Linked DNA regions of Mus musculus: all the other regions are linked to region 1. The links are chromatin contacts, called in public Hi-C and promoter capture Hi-C maps. All regions are on one chromosome and are shown on one strand. The core of a region is the stretch at or near the end of the contact, and the rest is flanking DNA. Distances in the headings are between cores, read along the strand shown. Region 1 holds the start of Prmt6 (protein arginine N-methyltransferase 6). Region 2 holds the start of Atp5pb (ATP synthase peripheral stalk-membrane subunit b). Region 3 holds the start of Dram2 (DNA-damage regulated autophagy modulator 2).

Region 1 (2,802 bases), core at 201-2,700:
GGAGATATAGCAGAATTTTTTTTAAAAGTGAATTGCATTGGAAAAGAAGTCAAAAGAGATGAGTTTCACCATTTCTCCAAGCAAGTGTTTTTACACAGATACATAGATTTAAGTGTATGTATGTGTATATATAAGCTGGTCACCAAAGACACTGGAAATGGGTTTGAGAATATCATACCCTTGATGTTAATTGTTCTTTAGTTTGAACTACAGAAGTTTCAGAACAGGACTCAAGACCAAGTAAACTATTCTCCAGAGACACAGTGGTGGCTGATACATTTCATGGCCACAGCACTTCTTCAGTATTTGCCCTGGAGCTTAACGTACCTCAGGGATCACTTTGGACTCAGAATCAAGATCTTGTATTATTTGGTTTTCACTTTGCGTCATACATATTCTTTGTATCCTAACTCTGGTTAGAACAGAGAGTTTGGTGAGTTACAACTGTCAGAGAAGGGACAAGAACTGTGCCACATAATTCAGTAGTGGGGGGCGGGGGAGGTCCTGTGAGGGAAACATAGACTTGTAGCTGTAAGTGGTGTGCCTACATCAAGAATGTGTAAAAATGAGTGTAGTGACTATTCCTGGCTATCATCAACTAGACTATATCTGGAGTGAACTACAGTCCAGAATTGGAAGGCTCACTCACCTGTGATCTTGAGGCTGAAAGACACAGGTTTCTGACTTGAACCGAGTGGAGGTTTTTTTGTTTGTTTATTTTTTCTTTGAGGCAGGGTTTCTCTGTGTAGCCTTGGCTGTATTAGAACTCACTCTGTAGACCAGGCTGGCCTCGAACTCAGAAATTCGCCTGCCTCTGCCTCCCAAGTGTTGGGTTTAAAGGCGTGAGCCACCACGCCCGGCCTTGGCAGGAAGATCTTGAGGCATATGGCCATGAAAAGTTTAGCCTCAGGCAAGGTAGTACATGCCTTTAATCCCAGGAAACTTGAGACAAAAGCTCAAGGTCAGCCTGGGAAAAGGAAGTCCCAGATCCGGAAGTGGTGATACACACCTTTATTCTGGGACACACCTGCGGGAGGCCTACATAAGGTCACTGGAAGAAGGAAAACTCACTTTTTCTGCCAGGACGCCGTGTGGGACTGAGCAGCTGCTAGATCCTTGGATTTTCATTCACAGCTGCTGCTGACCATCTTTGGGGACTACAGATTGTAAGTCATCAACAAATTCTCTTACTCTACAGAGGCTACCCATACGTTCTGTGACTCTAGAGAACCCTGACAAGGGGTAAAAGGAAAGGGCAAAAACTGAAAGGATCTCGGGAAAATAGTGTGGTCTTAGAGAACAACTTGTCATGGCGTTAGAGGAAAATAACGGTGTGCCAAGATTGACTCTGGTTGAGCCTCTGCCCTCAGGAAGCGGGATGCAGGAAGCGGACTACGAATCCCAGCAGGCCCCGGGGACTCTGAGCCTGCGCACCGCACCGCGCAACGAATGCTGGGGGTCGGCTGCCGGGGCCAAGATGTCGCTGAGCAAGAAAAGAAAGCTTGAGTCGGGGGACAGCGGAGGCGCCGGCGCCGGAGGGGAGGGAGCCGAGGAGGAAAATGGCGGGGAGCAGGAGGCGGCCCCGCCACGACCCCGGAGGACCAAGAGCGAGCGGGACCAGCTGTACTACGAGTGCTACTCCGACGTCTCGGTCCACGAGGAGATGATCGCCGACCAGGTCCGCACCGAAGCCTACCGCTTAGGCATCCTGAAGAACTGGGCCGCGCTGCGAGGCAAGACGGTGCTGGACGTGGGCGCGGGCACCGGCATTCTCAGCATCTTCTGTGCCCAGGCCGGGGCACGGCGCGTGTACGCGGTGGAGGCCAGCGCCATCTGGCAACAGGCCCGGGAGGTGGTGCGGCTCAACGGGTTGGAGGACCGCGTGCACGTCCTGCCGGGCCCGGTGGAGACCGTGGAGCTGCCGGAGCGAGTGGACGCCATCGTCAGCGAGTGGATGGGCTACGGACTTCTGCACGAGTCCATGCTGAGCTCCGTGCTCCACGCGCGGACCAAATGGCTGAAGGAGGGCGGTCTCCTCCTGCCAGCTTCCGCGGAGCTCTTCGTGGCCCCGATTAGCGACCAGATGCTCGAGTGGCGTCTGGGTTTCTGGAGCCAGGTGAAGCAGCACTATGGCGTGGATATGAGCTGCATGGAGAGCTTCGCCACGCGCTGCCTCATGGGCCATTCGGAGATCGTGGTGCAGGATCTGTCCGGAGAGGACGTGCTGGCCCGGCCGCAGCGCTTTGCCCAGCTCGAGCTGGCCCGAGCCGGCCTGGAGCAGGAGCTGGAGGCTGGTGTGGGCGGGCGCTTCCGCTGCAGCTGCTATGGTTCCGCGCCTCTACATGGTTTCGCCGTCTGGTTTCAAGTGACCTTTCCCGGAGGGGACTCGGAGAAACCTCTGGTGCTGTCCACCTCGCCTTTTCACCCGGCCACCCACTGGAAGCAGGCGCTCCTCTACTTGAACGAGCCGGTGCCGGTGGAACAAGATACGGACATTTCCGGAGAGATCACCCTGCTGCCCTCCCCGGACAACCCCCGGCGTCTGCGCATACTTCTGCGCTACAAAGTGGGAGACCATGAGGAAAAGACCAAAGACTTTGCCATGGAGGACTGAGCGTTGCCTTTTCTCCCCCTCCACCTTCTTCGGAAGGTCCGAAGAGAAAGGGAGATCGCCTATGCAAGTTGGGGACATAGCTGTCTCTTTTACCTCACCGCTCCAGTCTTCATTTGAGGACATTCTTCTGGCAGTGTTTATTTTAAAAGTGAGCATCCCTGACCAAGGACTGATGCAGTGTGCTTACT
Region 2 (2,802 bases), core at 140-2,639, 4.3 Mb after region 1:
CTGGGATTACAGGCAGCACCTATACCCAGCTTCCACCAACTTATATAAATTCTGACTTTCTTTAATCTGCTTAATTCTGAGAACTCCATACACGCATACAATGTAGTCTGACTATATTCATCCCTAGCTTGTCCAACATTTACCCTCCATCACCTACCAACTTCATTTCTTTGTCTTTTTTAATGCCAAAGCCTACATTTCTCAGCCTGACACTCAAAGAAAGGTGGGATTAAGGACTGTCCAGTGACAGAGCAGTTGCCTAGCAAGGTGAGTCAATTCACAGCACATAGCAAACACAACAGCAAAAGAAAACAGGAGGCTAGGCACGGTGGCACACGTCTTTAATTACAGCACAGAGGAAGACTTCTGTGAGTTCAAGGCCAGCCTGGTCTACTTAGTTTCTGGGACAGCCAAGCCAATAAGGTAAACAACCCTGCTTCTAAATAATAAAACACCTTTTCCCATCCTACCCTGTACCCAACTCTTCAATTCCAGGGGAGGGGGATCACTCACCTGAATCAGAAGCCACTAGGATACCTTTGTCCCCCACCCAAGTGAGGTCAGCTACTCCAGCCTCGGTCTGGACGCCAGCAGAGCAGAAACCTTCGTTGGGGGCCGCACTAGGATCCTTGAAAAACCACAGAGAACCTACCCAGCAGCGACCACTCAGGCTGGAGACCCCGAGCAGAAGGGAACCATCTACGGTGGGGAGAGCAAAGTTATAAGGTGTCAGATGGAAGGCCTTGTTTCTATGGTAACCTCACAGAACCCCGTGGCGGGACCAGTCTGAATCTGAGATCGGATTTGTGGAGCTGAGCTGGGGCAGGGCCAGGACGCCAGGTATGGCCGAGGAGGGCCACACGGCGCTGGGAGGACTCGAGAGGGTCAGCACCGGGAGAGGGCACCCGAGACTGGGGGTAAAGGGGCTTCCAGGCCCCGGGATCTCGGCTCACCAGACCGGTACCGTGCAGCCTCCAATTGACGTTCCATGCATGCGGGCGCATTGGGGGGCAGGTTCCACTCGCGGGCCGCCGGGGGCACGAGCGGAGGAGGGGTGTCCTTCCGCATCTCCACGATTCCAAATCTAACCTAGACCCAGACTCGACGAGAGACCCTGACTCGGCGCCGGAGGGACCGCACACGTGGTGTACCTCTGCGCAACCGCCCCTCTCCGAGGGAATTCGCTCTACTTCTCGCGAGAATTGTGTCTACCCTTCCAGCCTGCTTTTCCGTCTCCTGTCCCCGCAGCGGGATTTTGTTTGTTTCCCTCCCTCAGCCCCACCCATTTTTTCTCCTCTTCTCGCGATAGTGGGGAGGGGGCGGGGAAAAAGCCGAGAACTTCCGAGAAAAAGCGAGCTGATCTCTTCTCGCGAGATGTGCGAGCGGCCATCTTGCTCCTGCCCCTGACAGGCTCGGGTCGGGGTCACAGGGACACGGAGCCCGCTGTCCCGCTCTTCGCAGACAATGCTGTCCCGGGTGGTGCTTTCTGCTGCCGCCACAGCGGGTGAGAGACGTAGAGCCTAGGTTAGCGTAGCAGGGTGACTAGGAAGAAGCCAGGCCGGGGAGGCGGGAAGCGGGTAGAGGACGGACTGCGGCGTTTGGGCCCGAGCTCACCCACGGGAGCGATCTGGAGAGCTCCCGGGCCGCCCAGCATCTCAGGGCGCGGCAGAGACGGATGCCAGGGCCGACACCCGGGAAGGTAGAAACGCGATTTCTCCTTGACTTTGCTAACCTCCGTCTTGTGTATTTCCAGCCCCGTGTCTGAAGAACGCGGCCGCCCTAGGTCCAGGGTGAGTGTCACCACGTCTTATTCTCTTTCCATTTCCTAGCGTCAAGCCAAAAATTGCTGTTTTCCTTCACGTTAGCCAGCTTGCATACTCATTCGGACGTTTGTTCTTCTAATTGCCTTGAACATGATCCTGTTCCTTCCTCTGACAAACACCAAAGAGAGGCTCACCCCTCGTTGTGACCTTCAGCGACACACAACCAAGTTACTGGCTTACTTACCCCCAAGGACAGATCTGGTTAAATACAGCAAAATAAAACCTATTGTTTTGGGTGTCTTCCAGATTTCCATCTTTTATTAACCATATCAGGAGGCCGAAAACACATATGGCTTCGTAAATGCTTGTGTTGATGATCACATAATGTGACAGTGGATAACTTTGTGGAGATCACAGTAACAACCCTAGTCCTAGAGACAGCTACACAGTAGCTCCATCCTCTAATCCGTCAGTAAGACTCAACTCGTGAGGATGCTTTGAGTCTGACTACTTTCACTACCATTGTTACAGCATGAAGCCGCTGCCCACAGTTCTGAAATGGACAATTTCACTAGGCTTTCAGTCTTAACATCTGTTTTTATCCCAATACAGTCCATTCTCAATGTAGCAGAGAGATCTTGGCAGTTCCCCCCACTTAAAACCCTTCAGAGCTCATATCCCTATTGCAATAAAATCTAAACATAGCAAAACCAAGAAAACCTGAATTAACCTCATCTGTGTCTTGGGTCTTTTTTTATGTACTGTTAATGCCAGCCCTGCTTTCTCCAAAGAATGTCAAACTCTTTTTTTTTTTTTTAATAATTTTATTTTTGTGTGCGTGTGTGCTTGCAGAGGCAGAGAAAAAGGTATTAGATCTGCAGCTGGAGTTAGAGGTTGCTGTGGGCAGCCCAGCATAGGTTCTGGGAACCAAATCTGGTCCTGTGAAGAGCAGTAAGCACTCTTGACCGTCTTTCAGCTTTAAGCTCTTTGGTTGTCATTCACCTTGTGGCTTGAGAGATGTGAGTATAGGTGAGGCATT
Region 3 (2,802 bases), core at 123-2,622, 3.7 Mb after region 1:
ATGTTTAACTATTTTATGGGTCAAAGCATTCAAGAACCCTTTTAAAGAGTGTTTGCATAGCAAACAAGAGGCCTTAAGTTCAATTTCCAGAACCAAAAAAGAAAGCTTTAAGATGACTTAAAAATATATAAGAAAACTTCACACAACAGTAAGGATATTTAACAAATTTTTTTGCATCTCTTACCCATCTCCTCTGCTTACTTTGAAGCTCCATGAGTCAGAAATCCAGTTACATTTTTTATTTTCATAAGCATTTAAAAGCCACTGGTAATAAAAAGAACCTTTTTAATGTTGTCTCTTCTAAGTGGTAATAACTAAAGAATAACAAAAGTGTAAACTCTGGATGTTCCAAGTGAATGAACAGGTGGCCCCAGGTTTTTTTCAGAGGCGAATAGAAATATCAGGCCACAAACAAAGCATAACAAGGACTATTTTCCTAAATTCTAATATGGCCTCTTGACAAATGTAACATTTTCCAATGGCTAATCTCAAAGCATCTAGTTTCACTGCCAATAAATTAAAATTTGATAACGCAGCCCCGATAGATTAAAAAAATGTTGCATTCGGTATGTAAATTAAAATTGGGAAAGCTGGAAAACTTATTCCTGTCTCAGTGCTTTACAAAGGAAAGCAGCTGTTAGGATTCCCAGGACTTGTGATTTCCTTTCAACTAGGGACCACTCCCTTTGAAACACAATCATGGGGTGGAGACAGAGCTCTGTGTAAACACAAGGTCACCACTGGTCTCAGTTTTGAACTTCCTCAGCCCCAACCAAGTAGAAATAAGGGCACAGGGATGACAAAGGGTATTAGGGCAAAGGTTTCCTTAGTTGATTCAACAAAAGCAACCCCTTGCACACACACTCCTAAGTCTTGTAGTACAAGAGTTTCACTGTCCCTGGCACCAGAAAAATATAAGGGACACCATGCTTGGCACGACGCATCGCTTGGGATGAAGTGGTGGTAGAGGTACTAAAGAAGAGAAAAAGTAGGACGCGGAGACCTCAGCCTAGTTGTCATCTCCCGTGATTCGTGGGTTCCCGGAGCTGGCTCGCGACTCTAGTCGTGGGTGTCACGAAGTTCACGGAACCAGGTGAAGCTACCGAGGTTCGCGTGGCTCGCGCGCCCGTGGGACCAAGGGGGCTCGCGTTGTGCCCTCGCTCTTGGCTTGCGAACCACACTTCGACACAGCACCCAAGTAGAAAACCTGCCGAGCGCCAGGCCAGGCACTTTTCCCCCTCCCACTCACCTTCTTTCCTGTCCCCGACCAGCCAGCTCCAGCCTCAAAGTGCAGAACAGGCCCACTGTAGGAGCCTGGGCGGAGCCCCGGGGCGCGCTCCCGAGTAGCTCGGAGGCGCGCCTCAACCTTTTCTGAGTCCCCCCTCTTTACGGCAATCGTGAAAGTGTCGTGAACGTGCTGCCGCCTATCAGTCACTCAGTCGCCTGGAGTCGGAGTTGCTATTTCTAGGCTTGTGCTTGTTGGGTTCGGGGTAAGGCTGCGGGGGCCCGGCCTAGGGAAGGGGCGGGGATGTTGCGGACGTGGCGGGGCGGTTTTGTCCCGGGAGGAGCGGAGCGAGGGCCGGAGGCTCTGGGCTAGACAGAACTGGGTAGCTGCGGACGGACTAGCTGAAGGGGAACGCCGTCCTTGCTGGCGCTGGGTGGCCTCGCGCGCGGGGTTGTGGGCACGGCGAGGGGCGACGGCCAGTCCCGAAGGCTCCGGAGTCGGAGGTGGAGGGGCGCCTGCGCGGTATGCGAGCCGTGGTCGTGGGAGGGAGCACCCCAGGCTAACCCCCGGTGAGCCGAGGGCTGGGGCGCTGGCTTCGCGGAACCGACCTTGTCTGGCGGGTCCACACCCTCCTGGCCCGGTGTTGCCAAGTCCAAGAACCGTGCAGCATCCTGTGCGGTCTTTGCTGTCCTTTTGGGAGGCGGTTAGTGATGTTTCCTGGCTCGGGCCACGCTTCTTGTTGGGCAACTTTTCTAGAAATTTCAACCCATATTGACAGGCTCAGAGATTGCCAGCTAGAGTTTTATTTCAGTCGCGTTCTTAGAAGGAGATTGCTGGGGTTTTTGCCTGTGTTCCCAGGAATGCTTGGCTGAACCTCAAGCTTTACATTTTACCGAGTTTGAGTTTTCCAGTTTGATGCTTGGCATTTTGATACCAGTTTTTACCAATGTTGTATCATTGCTGTTGAATATATGGCATTGCTAAAACTCTAACTCACCAGGCAACGTCTATTGCAGCAGGAGGCAAATTCATAGTCAGTTTTCAACGAGTATAGGAACTTTGTAAGTTGTTAGAATATTTCCTTTCTACTTTACAACTGTCAGGAATGTGTTCAGAATGTGTGTTGAATTGACTGGCTCAAACACAAGGAAACTGTATAAGACATTTGGAGCATTACCAATTTAAAACTATTGGCATTCGATGAGATTTGAAGCTTCAAAATCATTTTGCTACATATTTAGCCTATGCTGAGAATAACTGAAGTCCCTGTACAGCTGGTCATAAAGACACAACCCTTCCTTTTAAGAAACGAAGTAGGTAAATCTGACTCTCACATTACCAATTACATTTTATTGCATAGCACTTTCTTTTCTAAACTACATTTTGCTTTCTTCTTCTTCTTCTTCTTCTTCTTCTTCTTCTTCTTCTTCTTCTTCTTCTTTTCTTCTTTTCTTCTTTTTTTTATGGTTGGTTGGGTTTTTTTTCTAGACAAAGTTTCACTATGTATCCTTGGCTGTTCTGGTACTTGCTGTGTAGACCAGATCCGCACCAACTCAGGGATCCCCCTGCTTCTCTCT

Evidence for each region. Promoter capture Hi-C pulls out the DNA fragments that hold promoters and counts their contacts. A called contact is a pair of places that touch in the nucleus more often than the background predicts.
Region 2: a promoter capture Hi-C map of liver shows a contact between it and region 1, with 3 times the contacts expected there. The contact joins the promoter of Atp5pb here to the promoter of Prmt6 in region 1. A contact is called at or near these places in 1 of 39 promoter capture datasets (liver) and 1 of 484 Hi-C or Micro-C datasets (muscle stem cells).
Region 3: a Hi-C map of uterus shows a contact between it and region 1, with 7 times the contacts expected there. The contact joins the promoter of Dram2 here to the promoter of Prmt6 in region 1. A contact is called at or near these places in 1 of 39 promoter capture datasets (pre-B cells) and 1 of 484 Hi-C or Micro-C datasets (uterus).

Annotation. Positions count from the first base shown.
Region 1 is chr3:110,249,647-110,252,448 of GRCm38.p6, reverse strand. It overlaps Prmt6 (protein arginine N-methyltransferase 6), which reads left to right and starts at 1,450. Exons shown (of 1, transcript NM_178891.5): 1 at 1,450-2,802. The coding sequence starts at 1,478. The coding sequence ends at 2,614.
Region 2 is chr3:105,957,850-105,960,651 of GRCm38.p6, reverse strand. It overlaps Atp5pb (ATP synthase peripheral stalk-membrane subunit b), which reads left to right and starts at 1,389. Exons shown (of 7, transcript NM_009725.5): 1 at 1,389-1,504; 2 at 1,754-1,790. The coding sequence starts at 1,465. Wdr77 (WD repeat domain 77) reads right to left here and starts at 1,154. Exons shown (of 10, transcript NM_027432.3): 1 at 954-1,154; 2 at 514-699. The coding sequence starts at 1,068.
Region 3 is chr3:106,546,368-106,549,169 of GRCm38.p6, reverse strand. It overlaps Dram2 (DNA-damage regulated autophagy modulator 2), which reads right to left and starts at 1,372. Exons shown (of 9, transcript NM_026013.3): 1 at 1,250-1,372. It overlaps Cept1 (choline/ethanolaminephosphotransferase 1), which reads left to right and starts at 1,368. Exons shown (of 9, transcript NM_133869.4): 1 at 1,368-1,490.